Regions from separate parts of the Mus musculus genome. Here all the other regions are linked to region 1. A link is a contact called in public Hi-C, HiChIP or PLAC-seq and promoter capture Hi-C data. All regions are on one chromosome and are shown on one strand. The core of a region is the stretch at or near the end of the contact, and the rest is flanking DNA. Distances in the headings are between cores, read along the strand shown.

Region 1 (2,700 bases), core at 102-2,601:
TGAGAGATTTCCTTCTCAGGTTTTGTTACCCACGAGGAAAAGCAAAATGAAAACGTCATTTTTATAAAAGTAAAAGTTATAAGAAAATGCTTGCAGAGATCTTGTTCAAGACATTTCCAAGATACGGTGTATCTTTCTGGTCTCAAGATATTCTTGCCCAAACAAGATTTTTTTTTTCATAATAGATACATAGAATTGCAAACATCTATTATACCGGCTTCTTTCATGTGAGCCATAACCAGATATTTCTAATTATACCTTTGTCATGCACAAGTGGGATATGCCAGTTTTAGTCTCTGTTTATGTGGTTTATTGCATTACAAAACACATTAAAACTGAGAGAAAAGACACGAGCTCCCCCCCCCCGCCCCGCCCCGCGCAGCCGGCTCCCAAACCGATTTCATAGACCTTTTCCTTTTTTTCCTTGTCTCTAATTATGTCTTAGAAAGTGAAAATTTTATGTAGTGTACTCATTTTTGACTGTACCCTTTCAACTTCGGGTATCCTTGGTGCCCTGAGATGAACAGAGCAAAGCTCTGTGGCTCTGTCCCAGACTGCTGCTGACTGAGGCTAGGGTGCAGAGTCCCTCCCTGGCCAGGGATCCAGTGCTGTGCTCCTGAGTCGTACTAGACAAACTAAGCTAGACTGGTGTGACGCCTAAGCAGTCTACCTTACAGACTCATCCCTTAAGGATACCGGGACTGGAAAGCGGGCACTCCCAGACTCCTCCTCATCTCTATTCCCAGAATTTTACAGGTTTTCCGTAGGAGAATCACGCACTAGTCAGAGGATCAGAGGAGTTCTTTCCGTCCTAACCGGATTCCTGCAGGGAAAGGAACCCCAGCATCCGGAGACTGCAGCGGGTCCTCCATTCTGAGTTAAAAGTCTTCTGAGAGAGGCTGCAAGAGCCGCGGGTGCAACTTTTAGTTGCTAAGTAACACCAGACTGCAGCATGAGCCGGCTGCTCCTCCAGACCCCCAAGTGCAGGAAAACTGGAGGGAACCAGCCAAAGCGGGAGATCTTAGAAAGCTCAGCTGCTTGGTAGCCTGCAAAGTGAACAAAGGAAGGAGCCAGGGCTCTTGCAGAGCCAAGAAAGGGGGGGCTCTGTCCCCCTCCGTTCCCCCTCCGCGCCTCCTCCCTGCCCCCTCCTGCTACCCTCTCACCCGGACAGCTGTCCAGCTCTTGTAATTCATTGGCTTCTCCCGCCCCCGGCCTTCTGAGTACCACCCCAATCCAGTTTAGCCCCCTGCCTCACCGCTGACCTAATAAGGTCATGCACACTGCAGGAGATCTATATAAAAGAGCGAACTCTTGGAGACCTTGCCGGACAACAGGAGCAAGAAAGAGCAGGAGCTGTCCAGCGCTGAGAAACACGAAAGGTGACCATGGCTAAGGAGTGGGGCTACGCCAGCCACAATGGTGAGTGGGGCCAGGACACAACAGGGTGTATCTGCATTGCACAGGTGTGCAGGGAGGAATCCTTAAGAACTAGCATATAGTGAAAACTTTCTGGTGTTCCATGCTGCTGGTCTTTAACACGACTCACTGTTTTCCTTTCCACGGAGGAACCTGAAGCTCAGAGACATACTCACTATAACTAGCTTAAGGTCCGATGATGTGTCTGAGAAGTCACTCAGCCAGAAGTCAGGTCCAGTTGAATTTTTTCTGTGAAACTGAGAAGTGAGCCTCTTTGAGCTTGGGGTCCGGTAACAATATTTGCTTTGACCAAGTCAGCCTTGGGAAAAAGAAGAAAATATCCCTTCCAAGCTGCAAAGTACTCCAAAAAATATATGATCGATCTGTGGTTCATTTCAAAGATAAGCTTTTCTGGCTACATGGTTCTCAAGCCAGGGGAGGGAATGTGGAGATTGGAACGCTCTTTGAGCATAGGTAAGCAAGCTTCTAAATAGGTTTGAAATCAAAGTGCTGTGTTGCTCAATCTGAACCAGAGACCTTTCTGCAGTCACTCTTTGGCTTCTGTACACTTTGCTGGCACAGTTCACTAAATAGAGGCCTTGAGCTGTACTATTAAATGAATAAATTCTCTTCCATTTACTTCCTAGGTCCTGATCACTGGCATGAACTTTATCCAATTGCCAAAGGGGACAACCAGTCACCCATTGAACTGCATACTAAAGACATCAAGCATGACCCCTCTCTGCAGCCCTGGTCAGCATCTTATGACCCTGGCTCTGCTAAGACCATCCTGAACAATGGGAAGACCTGCAGAGTTGTGTTTGATGATACTTATGACAGGTCTAGTAAGTATAGCCCTTCGGCAGGGTCACGTGAGTGTGTTCAGTATCTAATGGCAAGACGCAATTTGTGACACGGTAACAGAATTATGGGAAGCGGGAGAAGTTTATCCCTGAAATGGAGATGACTTTAGACTTGGCTTTAGTTGTGGAGAACTATATTCACACAATGAAGAGGAATGTCACACCCTCTCGTTGCTGCAAAATGGCCATATGCCCAAGCTAAAAGTTAGCAAAACACTCCAGAGACAGAGTGTGGATCCCCAGGGGAGGACAGAGAGTCCACATGGGCTTTCTGACCACCGAGAGACAACGTTTTTATGGTTCCTGGTGATATGGAGAACAGATTCAACCATGATGAAAGAAATAAAATGGGTCCTCTCTTTCCTCGCGGATGGAAGGAGGCTAATTAATGTGAAAAGGCAGGGTCACTGTGTGAGTTAAA
Region 2 (2,700 bases), core at 147-2,646, 270 kb after region 1:
ATATCAAAGCTTTCAATTCTAAACCTTCTGGGAGTTTTATCTAAGCTTTCAAAAACACATATAAGTGGGAAACTATGTATTATATTTTTATAAATTCACAGATACTCAACTTCCTAATAAGATGAAGAATGAACAAATGAGTTTTTAATGTGGAAGAAATTAGGTTTGTTTTCTAGATATTAAACCTGGAATCTCTTATCTCACTAGCTGTCAGTTTAAATCTATATGTATAGATTTCTAACTACACAGTCACAATAGAATGCTCATGAGGTCATACAATAGGTGTGAATTATTCCTATTGTTTCCCTTATTAGATCTAAAGGAATAGAAATATTTTTGAAAAATACTCCATTTCAAAAGACTTACTTATTATATTTACATTAAATGAATAAGGAAAGAAAAAAGGGGAAAGAATAAAAGGGAAAAAGTATAAGAGGGGGAATTGAAGAAAGAAGGGAGAGAAGGTAGGAGGGAGGGAGGGCAGTCTTGGGAAACATAGATTTAGCAAAAATCATTAGCAGGTCTGAGAATTCAAGTGAACAGAGTTGTTGTTGTTTTTTTGTTTTGTTTTGTTTTGTTTTTTGTTTGTTTTTTTGAAGTGGAAGGGTTTATTGTCTGCTCTTGTGCTGGTCTGGGGCTGTTAAGCAGGAGCTGGGGTCCAGTTCTTCACACAGCATTGTAGGTCCTATTGTGGATGAAAGGAGGGAGCATCAGGCAAGCTCTGTCTCCAGGGATGCAGTGGCTGATGTCATTGTAGTTGTATCTAGAAGCCAGGGAGGTCGAAGGGTCGGAGCACAAAACCCACAGAGTTCTCAGGTGTGGTCATATTGGTACTAGCCTCAGAACAGGGCATGTTGTAGAAGCCCACTGTGACCAGGCCACCAAATCCTTATTTTCAATGTTTGTATTGTGAACAGAGTATTAATAGCAAGGAATAGTTTAAAGCTATTAGTATTTTACCTCCTAACAGGTTGGCAGATCTACAAAGTCTTAAACTGGTGAATTGTTCTGATTATTCCTCTTTTTAGAAGTAGAAATATTTCTTAACTTTTTCCTTTCTTTTTAAATTAAAAGTAGATTCTTTTCATACAATATATCCTAGCCAATTTCCTCTCTCTCTACCCTTTCTAGCTCCCCACCACTTCCCTTCTCTCTGAGATCCACTTCCCCTTCATTTCCTCTTTAACAAAGAGCAGACCTCCAAGAGGTGACAGCCAAGCAGAACAAAACAAGATGCAATAAGAGAAGAGGAGCTACTAGCAGTGGGAGTGAGTATATCTCTGATTCTTTGCTTGCTCCTGGAACTCTATTCCTCCTATTGGGTTGCCTTGTTCAGCCTCAAAAAGAGGGCTTGGCTCTTGCCTTGTCTCCTTTCTTAACTTTTAAGTAATTGCATTTATAACAAAATCTATTGACCATATCCCTATGAAGCAAAGGGAGTGTTTCAGCCTAATTGTAACATGGCCAGATTTAAAGAGCTTCTAAAAGAAAAATCAGATTCTAATACATGTAGTTGATTTCTCCTGAGGCTAAAATAGGGACAAACTTGGACTTTTTAATGTATTTTTTCATTCCCATGTCTTTGAAATTCGTTGAAAGCTTTAAACCTCTGTAGCTGCCAAAAGTCTCCAAGGGCAGGCTACTCTTACTCTGTTTCTTTTGGGACATTGATCTTATTTTACTTGCTTAGCACCAAGCCAAGTTCATGCTTTATCACAGCTGCTCCAGTCTGGTAGATGAGGTGAGAGTGAGGGAGTAGAGAGCATGCAGGCCCTATGTCATGGTTACTGTTCTATTGCTGTCCATAACCATTAAGTCACATTAAGGAGAATGGAAACAGGCAGGCCTGCATGGTCCTGACATGTGGCTGAGCACTTAACATCGGATCCAGAAGCACAGGCAGAGAGCATTAACTGGGAATGGCCCGGCCTTTTGAAACTTAAATCTCACTCCCAGTGACACACCTCCTCCGACAAGGCTCACCTCCTAAAACTTCCTAAACAGTTTTCTTACACACGTTCTCGCGACCGGCCAGGAAGAACGCAGCAAACCGGAATCTTCTGCGGCAAAGCTTTATTGCTTACATCTTCAGGAGCAAGAGAGCAAGAGAGCAAGAGCAAGAGTTCTATTGCTTACATCTTTAGGAGCCAGAGCGCAAGAGAGCAAGAGCCAGAGCAAGAGAGCAAGCAAGAAAGCAAGAAAAAGAACAAGAACAAGAAAGCAAGAGCAAGAAAAAGCAAGAACAAGAGAGCAAGAGAGAGAAAGAATGGCAAAACCCCGTCCCTTTTAAGGAGAATTATCCTCCACCTAGGACGTATTACTCGCTGATTGGCTGCAGTCCATCGGCCCAGTTGTCATCACGAGAAAGGCAGAACACATGGCGGGAAAACTGCCCCTGCACGTGTGCAGATTATGTTTACTACTTAGAACACAGCTGTCAGCGCCATCTTGTAATGGCAAATGTGAGGGCGGCTTCCCACACAGTTTCACCAACTGGGGACCATGTATGCAAATATATGTTGTCATTCAAACCCCTGCAGCCTTGGAACAGGCAGGCTGGCTTGCAGAAGGCAGGCTGAGTGTGCTGCTGGTGTCACAGACAAGCCTCCCAGACAAGAGTCCTTTCTGTCATTTACTGTTCAGTATCGCTGTCATAGATTTCATTTCAAGGTGTCATTCACTTGGTTGTAGAAGTATTGA
Region 3 (2,700 bases), core at 186-2,685, 380 kb after region 1:
ATGATTCCAAGGTCTTGGAGTAAGAAACAGGCAGAATGCCTGGTTTTTCCAGGGCAATTAGAATTTCTTTGTAGGTTGTATATTTGTTACTTAATACAGATGCAAGAAAACAATACTAATTCCCAATGCCAGTGAATTTCCAGTGAGATCACTTTCAGATTAAACACTAACCGATTCAGGATCCTTGGATGAAAGACTATTGTATTCCAAATACGTTTTGAACTTTGGACTTTTTGTTAGTTTATTTGTATTAACTTTTCCAAATAGGAGTTTACGTATCTCAGTCGACCTTTGAAACTCCATGAAGTAAATAATACTCCTATATTTCTCCAAGAAGAGAGACCTGAGATTCTAAAGTCACATACTCTCAGAGCTAAATTACAGACAGAAAATTAAAAGCTTGTTTGATTTGAAATGCTACATTGTGCTGTTTCCTGAAGCTTGTTCAGATGTGGGGCTTTGGGGAAGCAACTGGATAATGAATGGTTTTCATGGGTGGATTAACTCTGATGCCTTGACTGGGAAGTGATGGGGAAGATGAACTGGTTGAGGGAACTGGGATTTTGGGGACATGGCTTTTGAGGGAAGGATCTGTCTTTCTGCTTCAGAATTATCATAAAAGAGATACTTTCTGTCTCATAATGTTGCTGCCACAAAAACTTAAAACAATAAATTCAGCTTGTCTTGGACAAAAACATCCAAAGTCATAAGACAATATTACTTTGAATTGCTTCTCTAGGTTATCTGGCCCAGCAACAAAAAGTATGAATAAATTATCATGTCTTCCTAGAGCTCTGTTGTGGTGTCTGACATGTTATAGAATTTGAAACCCTCATAAGATACATGTAAGAAATGTAGTTATAGTTGTCCTAATGAAACACTTCTCCTCCCTATCTTCCTATGTAGGAACTCCATAGGAGGAACAATAATATGAACTAACCAATACTCCCAGAGCTCCCAGGGATTAAACCACCAACTAAAGAGTACAAATGGTGGGACTCATGACGCCAGCTGCATATGTAGCAGAGAATGGCCTAGTTGATCTTCAAATGAGAGGCCCTTAGTCCTGTGTAAGCTCTATGCCCCAGCGTAGGAGAATGCCAGGGCCAGGAAGAGGGAGTGGGTGGGTTGGTGAGCAGTGGGAAGGGGTTTTTGGAGGGGAACCAGGAAAGGGGCTAACATTTGAAATGTAACTAAAGAAAATATCTAATTAAAAAAAAAAGTAGATGTAGTCTACCATGACCTGATAACCTCTCTGAGCTAGGGGCAAAATGAAGGACTCCTTTTGACAGTGGGGCTTCTGTTTCTCTGCATGACCTTATCAGGAGAGTGTCTCTAAGCACAGTTGCCTGACCTTATCTACAGGATGACCTCCACAGAAAGCTTCCTGCCAGTGATGCATGATTCAGCAGGTAAGTCCTACTTAGCCCCTCTGGCTATATGATAATTAGGTACTGTGCTATGACCAATCAGCCCTTCCTGCCCATAACCCCCAACACCTCAGGAAAGTCTTGTAGCCTTTGGCAGATTACAGGTTTAACTTCCTCTCTCTGATAAGAAGCTGCCCAGCAGGTTCTTGGTGTTCTTCCTCATGTAAGTGAAGCATTTCAGGCATCTCAGTCCTAGCCAATAACATATACCTACCCTGGAAATCCCTACCATTTCCCAAAATCTATACAACCCTTGTTTACCCCTAATGAATTTCTGCCCTTCCCCTTTATGGTTTGGAGGCTTTTGAGGAGAGATCCATGCTGTGCTTCAGAAAGCAATTTCAAACAGAAATGGGTTTGAAGGAGACAACCCTGATGTCAATAAATAAATAAATAAATAAATAAATAAAAGATACTAAGAAATACAGGCAAGTTTACAAAGTCCATAAAGAGGAAAGAAAATGAACCTTGTAGGTGAACTTGTAGGGTAATTTTAGAGTGAGGTTTGCTAGGCCTGATGACTGTTTCTTAGGATGCAATGGGACAGCATAGAGAGACAGAAGGCAGAACAACTCATAATACCTAAGCCCAATGTTGTTTATTTTTCCATCATTTATCTTTCTCAGTGAAGGTTTCCTTTCCCAGTGGTAACAGTTGACTTCAAAGCCACAGAGCTGACTGGGCCACTAGGAGAAAGAAAAACAAAAACAAAGGCAAAACCAAACCAAACCAAACCAAAACAAAACACTCTTTCCAAACAGGACAATTCTACATATATGCACAAAGGAAGGCCTGAGTGCAAACTAGAAAAGTACACTTTAAAAGAAATCAAATATTGATGCCAGAGCCATGGGGGAAAAAGTAAACCTATAAAGGCCAAGAAAAACTGAGTCCGAGTTTTACTGAGGCCTCAGTGCTGGACAGTAAGGTGTGCTGGCCCATGAAATGGGAGATGGGAACACACTGAGAAATGTTCAAGAACTAAGGTAAAGGTTAAGTCTATCCTCCTTTAAGCTCCAGGACAGTGTCAAAAGGACACAAACGGAGAATTGCTCAGAACATCAAATCCTGACTTGTTTGAATGTGGGACAGAAGGGTCACTGACCATGTCAAGCCTCATGGAAGCAGAAGTGATCCTTGGTGCTGGTCCAGACCTATAAAATTGACTGTGACCACACGCCATGAGGCTGTGTTCACAGCCAGGATGTTTACACGAAAGCCGTGGGAAGCAACCCTGCTGTGGGTAAGTTCTCAGTTAAGTCACAAACTG
Region 4 (2,700 bases), core at 196-2,695, 300 kb after region 1:
ACAATGTAATTGCAAGATGTACAAAAGGCATGAAGGATCCAATTCCCAGATGGTTCTTTTATATAGCTACTGTATTGTGTTGTCTGTAGCCTCCACACAAAGAGCTCCACAGACCTTACAATATTGGATATGGCTTCTGAGTGATCGGTCCAAAAGATGGAATAAGATAATTTTAAAAATCCAGGTCCTGATATCCTCTAAGTACAGATATCCCACCCAACCCTTCTGCTGTATTCCACCTGTCACAAGAGCAACCATGATGTTGGACTCTGCTAAATAAACTCTCAGTCTACTATTGTCCAGATAGCTCTCTGAGCTCTGAACAAACTGGGTGAGTCACTTTACCAGCAGGACTTCTTCTCTGACCTTGTCTGGGCAGCCCAAACCCCCACTTGCTACGCTCTCCGCTCTCCGGTCGAGTCAACTGGACAAGCTGAAAAGCTTAAAAGTCACTCATGAGGCAAAAGAGTTTCAAGGAAGCTCTCCTCCTGGAGTCTAGCGTTCCCTACCCATACAGTAATTTTTCATTCCTGCGTTCCATTCCCGCATTAGTCTAGTGCATGGATCCACGTGCTTTCTTTCAATATTTTCCTATCATAAGTGCCTTTTAAGATTGAATTCTGACATAGCTAAAGCCGTCCGCCAGTGTTCCAACAGTCCTAGTTCGTCCTTAGCAAGACCTTGGGCTTGGAATTCAGTACTGCCCCTGGTATTACACTATCTCTTTGAGGAAAAGTTAGGTCACTGCCCTTCACAGGAATTTACCATCACTAAGGAAGTAAGAAGTTTCTGACCGTAGGAGAAACCAGAATAGATATTTAGAATTATAGCTAAATTACACCTATATACAGGAATTTACAATGGTTTAGGAAGTAGATCCGGCTGTGGTTTTAGAGTACTGCATTATTTATGAGATGGTTAGCTAGAACGGAACTCCCTAGTTAGAACCATGACTTGGGTGTGAAAGCCCTTGCCCTAGAAGTGAAAAGTTCTCACACCTGGCTTCTAAGACTATAGCTGACCTTAGATAGAGCTGACTCTGTCTCAGTTATTTTATTGCCTAGTTCCTGCCAGTCTTTGCGTTTTCATTTCCTCTGTTCTGTGTAAGAGTCATTAAGCATCCGGTTACCTCATTTGTACCTTGTGGGTATGTCACCCAACTACCTTGTTGTCTTCTGCATAAAAAGTCTGATGTTCGATTTGAAAAATTACATTCAGATTCCACACAAACTCTCCTGTGTGTGTGTCTGTCTGTCATTCATCCACGCTTTGCCCACCCGTGTCGAGAGACCCCGTTCCACGCAGACACAGGGACCCAGAGGGTCTGCGGCACCCACTGTCTACTGGGGAGTGGGGGTGGGGGTGGGGCGGTGTGGGGGGGTTGAGTAGTCCTTGAGTGACCTTCCTCTTTTCAACTTCCTCTTTTCCAGATAAGAACCAGTCCAGCAAGTACCTGGAATTCCTGGAATGCTTCTCCATCCAAAGGAGGGCTTCATAGAACTGTAAACTCTAGCCAGTGATTTTCATTTACTCTGAAAACTAATTCCCACTCCCCAAAGTCCATATATATCCCTGGTTTACCCCAAATAAGTGTACACATACAAGCCCACCCCAAATAAAGAGATATGCATAAGAATAAAGGGATATACACAAGCTAAGATTGTCTGATAGAACTGTTTCATTGAAGACTCTCAGATAAGGCCTTTTTCCCTCACCCCCTTACCCCCTATACTCCCTGCCAGCCAGAGCAGGATCCTGTAGAACCCCTCCCATTTCATACTCTGCTTCAGCCTTCCAGTCTGGTATGCAGTAGAGTCTGGACACTCTGAAAGCGAGGAAGCTAAGGATGCAGAAACACAGCTGGCACTCCCAAAATGCACACAGCACCATGACATAGCATGGGGCCACTACACAATGGTTTAAACACCATGCAGGAATTGTTAGGTACCACTACATGATTTGCTGGAAATAGATTCTGTAATAAACAAAGCAAGCAGACAAGGAACAAGACACAAACAAAAAAATATTTCTTAGGTTGCATTTGAATTCATTACAGTTGTCTACTGTGGCAAAATTCCACAAAAATAAGACACAGAAGTGAACTGGGTCCAACAGCATTTAGACAGTTACCCATAGATCTATGTCCACTGATCCTGTTTCTTTTCTTTACCTTTGTTTGGTTCTTGGATCCACAATAATCTCAGTGAAGATGGATTCCCAAGGTCATAGGAATCTCCTTGGTTAGTTTACCAAACATCAATCCAGGTATGCTGAGGGAAAAGAGAAAGAAGTCATTAAGAGATAAGCAATGTTTGATTATTTGTTGAAGCCATCATGGTCCTTTGTTACACTAGGTCGTTATATTCGGCTGCTAAGGCAGACATCACCTCTGGAACTTGTACATATTTTCCAGAGGCTATACAATTTTCTACAATTTTACCTGAGAATTTTATTTATCCCTGAAATGACTCTCAGTATGATGATTATACTAATAATTTAATTAGTAACAGTTTCAAAGGCAGTCTTTCTAATGTGACTTTGAGCTACACTTGAAGTATATTTAATCTAATCAAAAACCATCATTGCTTAATATCTCCCTCTTTCTTTTCCCCTTTTGTCTGCTCCTCTCTCTTTCCATTTCTTTCTTTCCCCTTCCTTATCAAGATTAAGACTTAAATTTTTGCTTTTCCTGACAAATGT
Region 5 (2,700 bases), core at 51-2,550, 480 kb before region 1:
GTTACAAACAGCTCCAGAAGTTCCTGTAACCATTAGTCCTAAGGCAAGTGAGCTGCAGAGGGAAGGGCTCCCTTGCTGTAAGACCAACTGGCAAGGCTGGCAAAGCTGGCATAGACTCCAAGGGCTCCAGTATGAGCATCATCTCAGGCAAGCACTTTTCAAATAGTTTCCCATGTCCCATCCCGACCTGATCAGAATCTATAGGGTGGATCTGGGATCTATTTTAAAAGCATCCCTCCACACCCTGCAATGGTTTTAGTAACAGGTGTGTGTGTGTGTGTGTGTGTGTGTGTGTGTGTGTGTGTGTGTGTGTGTGTTTGAAGGCAGGACCAGGGACTGGAGGAAGGGAGTTAGAACCATCCAATGACTGGTTCCCAAGGGTCTGTGTTCTATTTCTCAAACTACCCCCACCCTTACCAGGGCCTAAGGATGTTGGGGACTGTAGCTTCACAAAGTATGTACTCTTGATTTGGGGATTACTTAAACATCTAATAGCAACACACACACACACACACACACACACACACACATTTTTGTAGCAAGGTTATTCTGTAGCAAGATTGGCTTTGAACTCACGTTCTTCCTGCCTTAATCTCCAAACACATTCTCCCTCATCTCTGAAGACTGATGTCCCATGGAAGCCACCCTTTTAGATGACCCAGACTTGTGGTCTTGAAGGAAGACTGATGGAGCCACGACTTCCATCAGAACAGGCAGCTTTCTTCCACCACACCTAAACGGCCAGGACACTCATGCAACTGGGAGTCCTTTATGCCATTCTTTCCCCTACGGGCATCCTGGACCATGTCCAGGTCGCCCTTAAATGGAAAAAAAGGGGGACTCTGTCAGTTTCTCTCCTTTGGGTCATTCTTGTGCTTTGGTATGCCACAGGTCAGTGTTAGAGCACACCTCTTTCCGGGGACATTAGATGTGCTCGCGGAAGCACTGGGTCATCAACACCCACAGCAGAACGGGAGTAGCTAACAAAAATAACATGAAATTTAAAAAAGAAAAAGAAAAACGGAGTGGCTGCCTTTGGCCTTGACCCCACAGCGCCACCTGGTGTCGATCCGTACAGAGCAAACTCGACGCCTGCAAATCTCTGTGGCTCCCCACGCCCTACGCAATTACGGCCATCTGCTGGTACCCGAGCTTCACTGTGTATAAATAAATGATGTGTGAAGTCCCTTCTGCACTGCGTGATTGTGAGAAGGTCAATGGGGAAAAGTGAGACAGAGTACTAGGGCTGGCCTGATGGTACTGTGCTGGGCCTCCGCAGCCAGCAGAGGGCAGCCTGTCTCCACCTTTGGATCATGGTATTCTGTGTGTCCCGTCCAGGTAGGAGGATCCATTTGTGTTTATGGAATAAACCATTGTCCTCTGCGCACAAACCTCCCTGAGAATTTCCTGTAGGTCTTGAGCCATGTTTGAGAATTGTCAGGGCCACTTAGGGCTAACACTCTTTGATCTCCAGCTGTTGGGCAGGTGTTGTAGGTCCAATGTTGGAGCATTGCTGGCCTGATCCTCTGGCTAATAAAAGCATAAAACCTATTGGTTAAATTCCACTCACTGTTTTGAAAAACTCAGTGAGGGCGCATTTTCATGGATTGACACAGCATAGCTCTGGGTACAGTAGGTGTACCTAAGATGAACAACACTACAACCCTTCAGACAAGCCTATTTTCCAAGCCTGCTCTTCCGTACAGCTGGTTGTGAGGCCCTAGCAGAAAAGCAGATGGCTAGCTGCCTCTCCCCACCATACACACACACACACACACACACACACACACACACACACACACACACACACACACACTTCCAAGAAGTGAGATCTCTGGAGTTGATACAAAAAGTCCTCTAGCTGAATTTCTCTTTACAAGGGGCTTTGCAAAAGCTGAAGTGCTGAGTACATTGTCAGGACATAACTGAGCCTTTCAAAAGCCAAGTCCACAAAATCCCCGCATCCTGAGATGGGGTGGAGGGCAAATAGGGGAAGGTGGTGGCCTTTGATCATTTGGTTTCCTTAGAACCAATACCACAAAGTAAACAGACCTTAGAAAACTCCAGAGTGATTGCCTTTGGTTCATTTCAACTAGGCCTTGCCAAATCCAGCCCTGGCTCCCTGGGTCCCTAGGACCCCCACAGACAGATGAGGAAAGAGTTCAGTTCTAAATTGCTTTATTGATCAGATGATAAATCAGCTTCAACAGCCCATGCCTACAGCCCTTGCAGAGAATCGATGTACAGCCTTGTCCCTTCCGTCTTGGGGAGCATCAAGGCCCAGCCCTTCCCCTTCTCCCCTCTGCTCCTTACCTTGGGGCCTGGATGGGCTGGGCAAGATAATGAAGGTTACTAGAGAAAGATGGGGTGATAGGAGAAGGGTCTGTGTCTGCGCTGGAGAGGAATGAGGACGTGGGGTTCAGAGGAACCCTCAGGAGTGGCTAGAACACAGCTCTACCCTGGGCTATGCTGCATCAAAAAGTGTCCATCCCAGCTACCCGACCCAAGGTTAGACCCAGAATTGACTAATCCAAGATCTGGATGACTGATAAATGTAAATGCTTGTTCAGGAATTCATTAGGATCTTCCTTGCCCATCAAAGAGGGAACTTGATGCCTAAGGAGGTCAGGCAAACTCTAGACTTTGGGGTACTCTGACATGGGTTGCTCTCCATTCCTAAATGAAAAAAAAAATTCACTA
Region 6 (2,700 bases), core at 189-2,688, 420 kb after region 1:
GGATGTAATTCATAGCTTATTAGTGATACTAGCCTTTTCTGCCATGCCATTCGTTATAATGAATGGTGATCTTGATGATAATGTAGGTGGAAGGAGTGCCACTATGTATCATATCTTTGTTATTTCATTTTTTATAAGCATGTTCTATGGGAGAGAGGTTACTTCTTCCCTTAGAGAAGAAGACCCTGAGGTTCATAAAGAGCACTGGACTTGTGAGATGGTAAGAAATAGGTAAGAGATCACTACAGCACTCTCCCTCATTAATTAACACAGCATACATGCAATTATTTCTGCATAGCGTATTCTCTGAGCAGCAGCCACAGAATAGAACTGCCTCCTGCATACAGTCTCAAAAATGTGAAGAAGAATTAAATAAATGAGTTTCTTCAGGCGCCTGAGGCCCCTGGAACAAAGCCTGTTATGCCCAAAGCTACCTAAAGTAGACATTTGGCAGAGAATACCTCATGTCTGATTGGGGGTGTGCATGGGGGGAAGTAGAGTGATATAAGTGGCAGGGCTCAGTGTAAGGATAGTTGGTTTCTGTGGGAAATGAAACGGAGGGCACAGAACATGGCCTCTGAGACAGGTCAAGCAAGATGAAACAGTCTCTGTTTCAGTCTCAATATCATCTGTAGCATGGTGTTGATCAGAGATCCTTAAGAAGGAAAGCCTGGGCCTCCGTGTATTACCTGCCATAGCAAGACACCAAAAACCAGTCAGCATATCATGGTTGTAATAAGGCAGATAACTTGTTCAACCTGACCCTTAGTTTCTATTTCTACAGAATGTGGTTCCAGTGCCCACTTTTCCAGAGTGCTATGACTACCCAAGTGCTAAGACTGTGGCATCAGGAAGCCATGGAATGAGAAAAACCTTACTCTCTGCGGACTCCTCAGTTTCCTTTCTATGATGATGACAGCCATTGTCCCTGCTAGGTATTTCTTGAGGAAAGAGAAACCATACACATACTATAATGGTAATATCAGGGTCATAAGAGCATCAGATTTGTAGTAGTTTTCGGGAGAGAGGAAGGAATGCCTAGATATACATCCAGGCATTGCTACTCTTTGTCAAGTACCCAGAAAAGACCTTCTACACAGGGCCCACACTTGATACCTACTTCCTGCTAGCACAGTATATAGATCGGCTCTACAGAAGTAGTAAAGTTATACAACATACTGACCTTTAGGAAAGGTTTATCACTGTGAACTGTGTTACTAAGGGGGCATGTGATGTTGTACTTTTCACTTTCCCTCTCTAGGCCTTAGATATTAATGAAGTTTAGTTGAGATTTGTTGGAGACATGCCACATTAAGCTTGAGATGCCTAGGACCCCTGATGACGAGGAAAAAAAAACTGCTGGGGGTACTGTGTCTCAGAACATGAGGTATGGCCTCTTCTGGGTGCCAGTATGAGCACTGAGAGGCCCTTGTCGCAGGTACCTCGTGATGTTTTTCCTGCAACCATTATTAGTACGTATCATTCTCCTTATCTATTTACTGTTCCTTCTCTTTCCTTCTTCCTTCATTATTTGGTGACCTGGCAAGACCTAGTAGGAGGCTGCTTAATATCCAAAAACTAGATGTTACTGATAGTATTAAAGTGAAATTTGTTCATGAATTTGAGAGAAATGTGTGTTACAGTCACTCGCTCGAGATGGAAATGAAAGTAACCTAGAGCTGCGGGCAGAGATGAGTAAATCTGCAGCTGTTCCCCCAGTCTTAGTCTCAGTTCTGCATATTAAAAACAGGACATTTTTTATTACAAAACTGAGGATGGAATAGCATACAAATATTTCCCAGAAAGTCAGCAATGGCTTCCTTGGGTTCAGGGAGGATGATAGTAGCCCTGTAGGAATTCTCCATACAGGTCAAGTGAGAATGTTTTTCTAGATAGACAGGTAGAGAGTCCTGAAGACTGCAAGGTTATCAGGATGACCTCATTTTTGCCCTTTTATAAAACAATACTGTCCCACACATGTCTGAAGATACTGACTGCAACTGCAATACCGCTGCCCCCCACCCCAACCTCACTGGGGACTAGTGGTTGGGGAAATATATATAAAAAAAAGTGCTTCCTGCAAAACTTGTGTTTGAGATTTTATGGTTCCCTTTTTTCTGTTCTAAATCTGTACTACTCTGTATCACAAGAAAATATTGGCACAAGAAAATAGAGAAGCATTTACCCACCGCACCAGTGAACGTTGTAACCCAACCTCCTTTTGTGATTTCAATAAAAGACTGAGGCTGAGTCACATCTATATGAGTATTCTGACTCCTGAGTTCAGAAAGATCTCATGGAAATGAACAAGCCTGTCAGCTTCTCAGTCAATGTGTTTTGTTATTTACCTATCAGGTATCTCTAGTCTTTGATTACCCCCAACTCTTATTGAGACTAAACCCTGGCAAAGATTGCTGGCTGTTTACCTGGCTATCTTTAGAATTACCTACCAAACTGAAAGAAATCTTGGCTCCAGATTCCTTTAATTGTTTTGATATGGGTATTGGCATCTGAAATACCAAGTATAGGCTTTAAAACAACCAAAAATATTTGTGATTTTTCCCTTGATAGAAATGTTAGAACAGCAAGCTGGCATATAACAGTCTCTTATGCGTCAGAATAGCGGGTCTCAGTATGCTGCACACAACTTTCTAAAGCCTAAGTGATGTGCCAAGGACACCTCTCAAGGAGGAAACCCAG

What was found. Promoter capture Hi-C pulls out the DNA fragments that hold promoters and counts their contacts. Hi-C and Micro-C count contacts between places; a contact is called where the count stands out from the background. HiChIP or PLAC-seq counts read pairs in DNA pulled down with a chosen protein or histone mark.
Region 2: a contact with region 1 is called in a promoter capture Hi-C map of pre-B cells. The contact joins the enhancer-like site here to the promoter of Car3 in region 1. A contact is called at or near these places in 5 of 39 promoter capture datasets (cranial neural crest, embryonic stem cells, hematopoietic stem and progenitor cells and 2 more), 9 of 484 Hi-C or Micro-C datasets (the 63-12 cell line, B cells, CD4 T cells and 5 more), 9 of 115 datasets of contacts at active chromatin or transcription factors (bone marrow-derived macrophages, differentiating embryonic stem cells, embryonic stem cells and 2 more) and 4 of 9 other capture datasets (adipose tissue, embryonic stem cells, liver and 1 more).
Region 3: a Hi-C map of the G1E-ER4 cell line shows a contact between it and region 1, with 4 times the contacts expected there. The contact joins the enhancer-like site here to the promoter of Car3 in region 1. A contact is called at or near these places in 28 of 39 promoter capture datasets (the 3T3-L1 cell line, 3T3-L1-derived adipocytes, the C10 cell line and 16 more), 9 of 15 datasets of contacts at CTCF or cohesin (CD8 T cells, the NIH/3T3 cell line, embryonic stem cells and 5 more), 210 of 484 Hi-C or Micro-C datasets (the 63-12 cell line, the AML12 cell line, the AtT-20 cell line and 102 more), 39 of 115 datasets of contacts at active chromatin or transcription factors (the 230-238 cell line, CD8 T cells, the HPC-7 cell line and 22 more) and 4 of 9 other capture datasets (adipose tissue, embryonic stem cells, liver and 1 more).
Region 4: a contact with region 1 is called in an H3K27ac HiChIP or PLAC-seq map of embryonic stem cells, with 7 times the contacts expected there. The contact joins the enhancer-like site here to the promoter of Car3 in region 1. A contact is called at or near these places in 11 of 39 promoter capture datasets (the C10 cell line, cranial neural crest, embryonic stem cells and 7 more), 2 of 15 datasets of contacts at CTCF or cohesin (CD8 T cells and the NIH/3T3 cell line), 3 of 484 Hi-C or Micro-C datasets (bone marrow-derived macrophages, embryonic stem cells and nephron progenitors), 15 of 115 datasets of contacts at active chromatin or transcription factors (bone marrow-derived macrophages, craniofacial prominence, embryonic basal ganglia and 8 more) and 5 of 9 other capture datasets (adipose tissue, embryonic stem cells, liver and 2 more).
Region 5: a Hi-C map of differentiating embryonic stem cells shows a contact between it and region 1, with 6 times the contacts expected there. The contact joins the enhancer-like site here to the promoter of Car3 in region 1. A contact is called at or near these places in 6 of 39 promoter capture datasets (the 3T3-L1 cell line, the C10 cell line, embryonic stem cells and 2 more), 3 of 15 datasets of contacts at CTCF or cohesin (embryonic stem cells, large pre-B cells and pro-B cells), 32 of 484 Hi-C or Micro-C datasets (B cells, the Ba/F3 cell line, the C2C12 cell line and 15 more), 9 of 115 datasets of contacts at active chromatin or transcription factors (bone marrow-derived dendritic cells, embryonic stem cells, epiblast stem cells and 2 more) and 1 of 9 other capture datasets (embryonic stem cells).
Region 6: a contact with region 1 is called in a promoter capture Hi-C map of pre-B cells. The contact joins the enhancer-like site here to the promoter of Car3 in region 1. A contact is called at or near these places in 5 of 39 promoter capture datasets (the C10 cell line, the HPC-7 cell line, cranial neural crest and 2 more), 2 of 15 datasets of contacts at CTCF or cohesin (large pre-B cells and pro-B cells), 3 of 115 datasets of contacts at active chromatin or transcription factors (embryonic basal ganglia, embryonic stem cells and large pre-B cells) and 3 of 9 other capture datasets (adipose tissue, embryonic stem cells and liver).

What each region holds. Positions count from the first base shown.
Region 1 is chr3:14,862,187-14,864,886 of GRCm38.p6, forward strand. Car3 (carbonic anhydrase 3) reads left to right here and starts at 1,352. Exons shown (of 7, transcript NM_007606.3): 1 at 1,352-1,419; 2 at 2,064-2,261. The coding sequence starts at 1,386. It overlaps Gm41999 (predicted gene, 41999), which reads right to left and starts at 1,879. Exons shown (of 4, transcript NR_168331.1): 1 at 1,593-1,879.
Region 2 is chr3:15,127,390-15,130,089 of GRCm38.p6, forward strand. No RefSeq gene overlaps it. Among named protein-coding and RNA genes, the nearest start is that of Gm33819, 29 kb to the right of the region's middle. Within about 2 kb of position 1,397, at least 14 of the 459 cell types and tissues checked have an H3K27ac peak or open chromatin away from gene starts, as enhancers often do. A contact at or near this core is called in the 63-12 cell line, B cells, pre-B cells and 1 more, where this site is marked.
Region 3 is chr3:15,241,161-15,243,860 of GRCm38.p6, forward strand. No RefSeq gene overlaps it. Among named protein-coding and RNA genes, the nearest start is that of Gm33819, 85 kb to the left of the region's middle. Within about 2 kb of position 1,436, at least 12 of the 459 cell types and tissues checked have an H3K27ac peak or open chromatin away from gene starts, as enhancers often do. A contact at or near this core is called in the G1E-ER4 cell line, bone marrow-derived dendritic cells, extraembryonic ectoderm and 1 more, where this site is marked.
Region 4 is chr3:15,158,741-15,161,440 of GRCm38.p6, forward strand. No RefSeq gene overlaps it. Among named protein-coding and RNA genes, the nearest start is that of Gm33819, 2.8 kb to the left of the region's middle. Within about 2 kb of position 1,446, at least 14 of the 459 cell types and tissues checked have an H3K27ac peak or open chromatin away from gene starts, as enhancers often do. A contact at or near this core is called in embryonic stem cells, where this site is marked.
Region 5 is chr3:14,380,626-14,383,325 of GRCm38.p6, forward strand. No RefSeq gene overlaps it. Among named protein-coding and RNA genes, the nearest start is that of Slc7a12, 99 kb to the right of the region's middle. Within about 2 kb of position 1,301, at least 32 of the 459 cell types and tissues checked have an H3K27ac peak or open chromatin away from gene starts, as enhancers often do. A contact at or near this core is called in differentiating embryonic stem cells and pro-B cells, where this site is marked.
Region 6 is chr3:15,282,928-15,285,627 of GRCm38.p6, forward strand. No RefSeq gene overlaps it. Among named protein-coding and RNA genes, the nearest start is that of Gm9733, 48 kb to the right of the region's middle. Within about 2 kb of position 1,439, at least 71 of the 459 cell types and tissues checked have an H3K27ac peak or open chromatin away from gene starts, as enhancers often do. A contact at or near this core is called in adipose tissue, pre-B cells and pro-B cells, where this site is marked.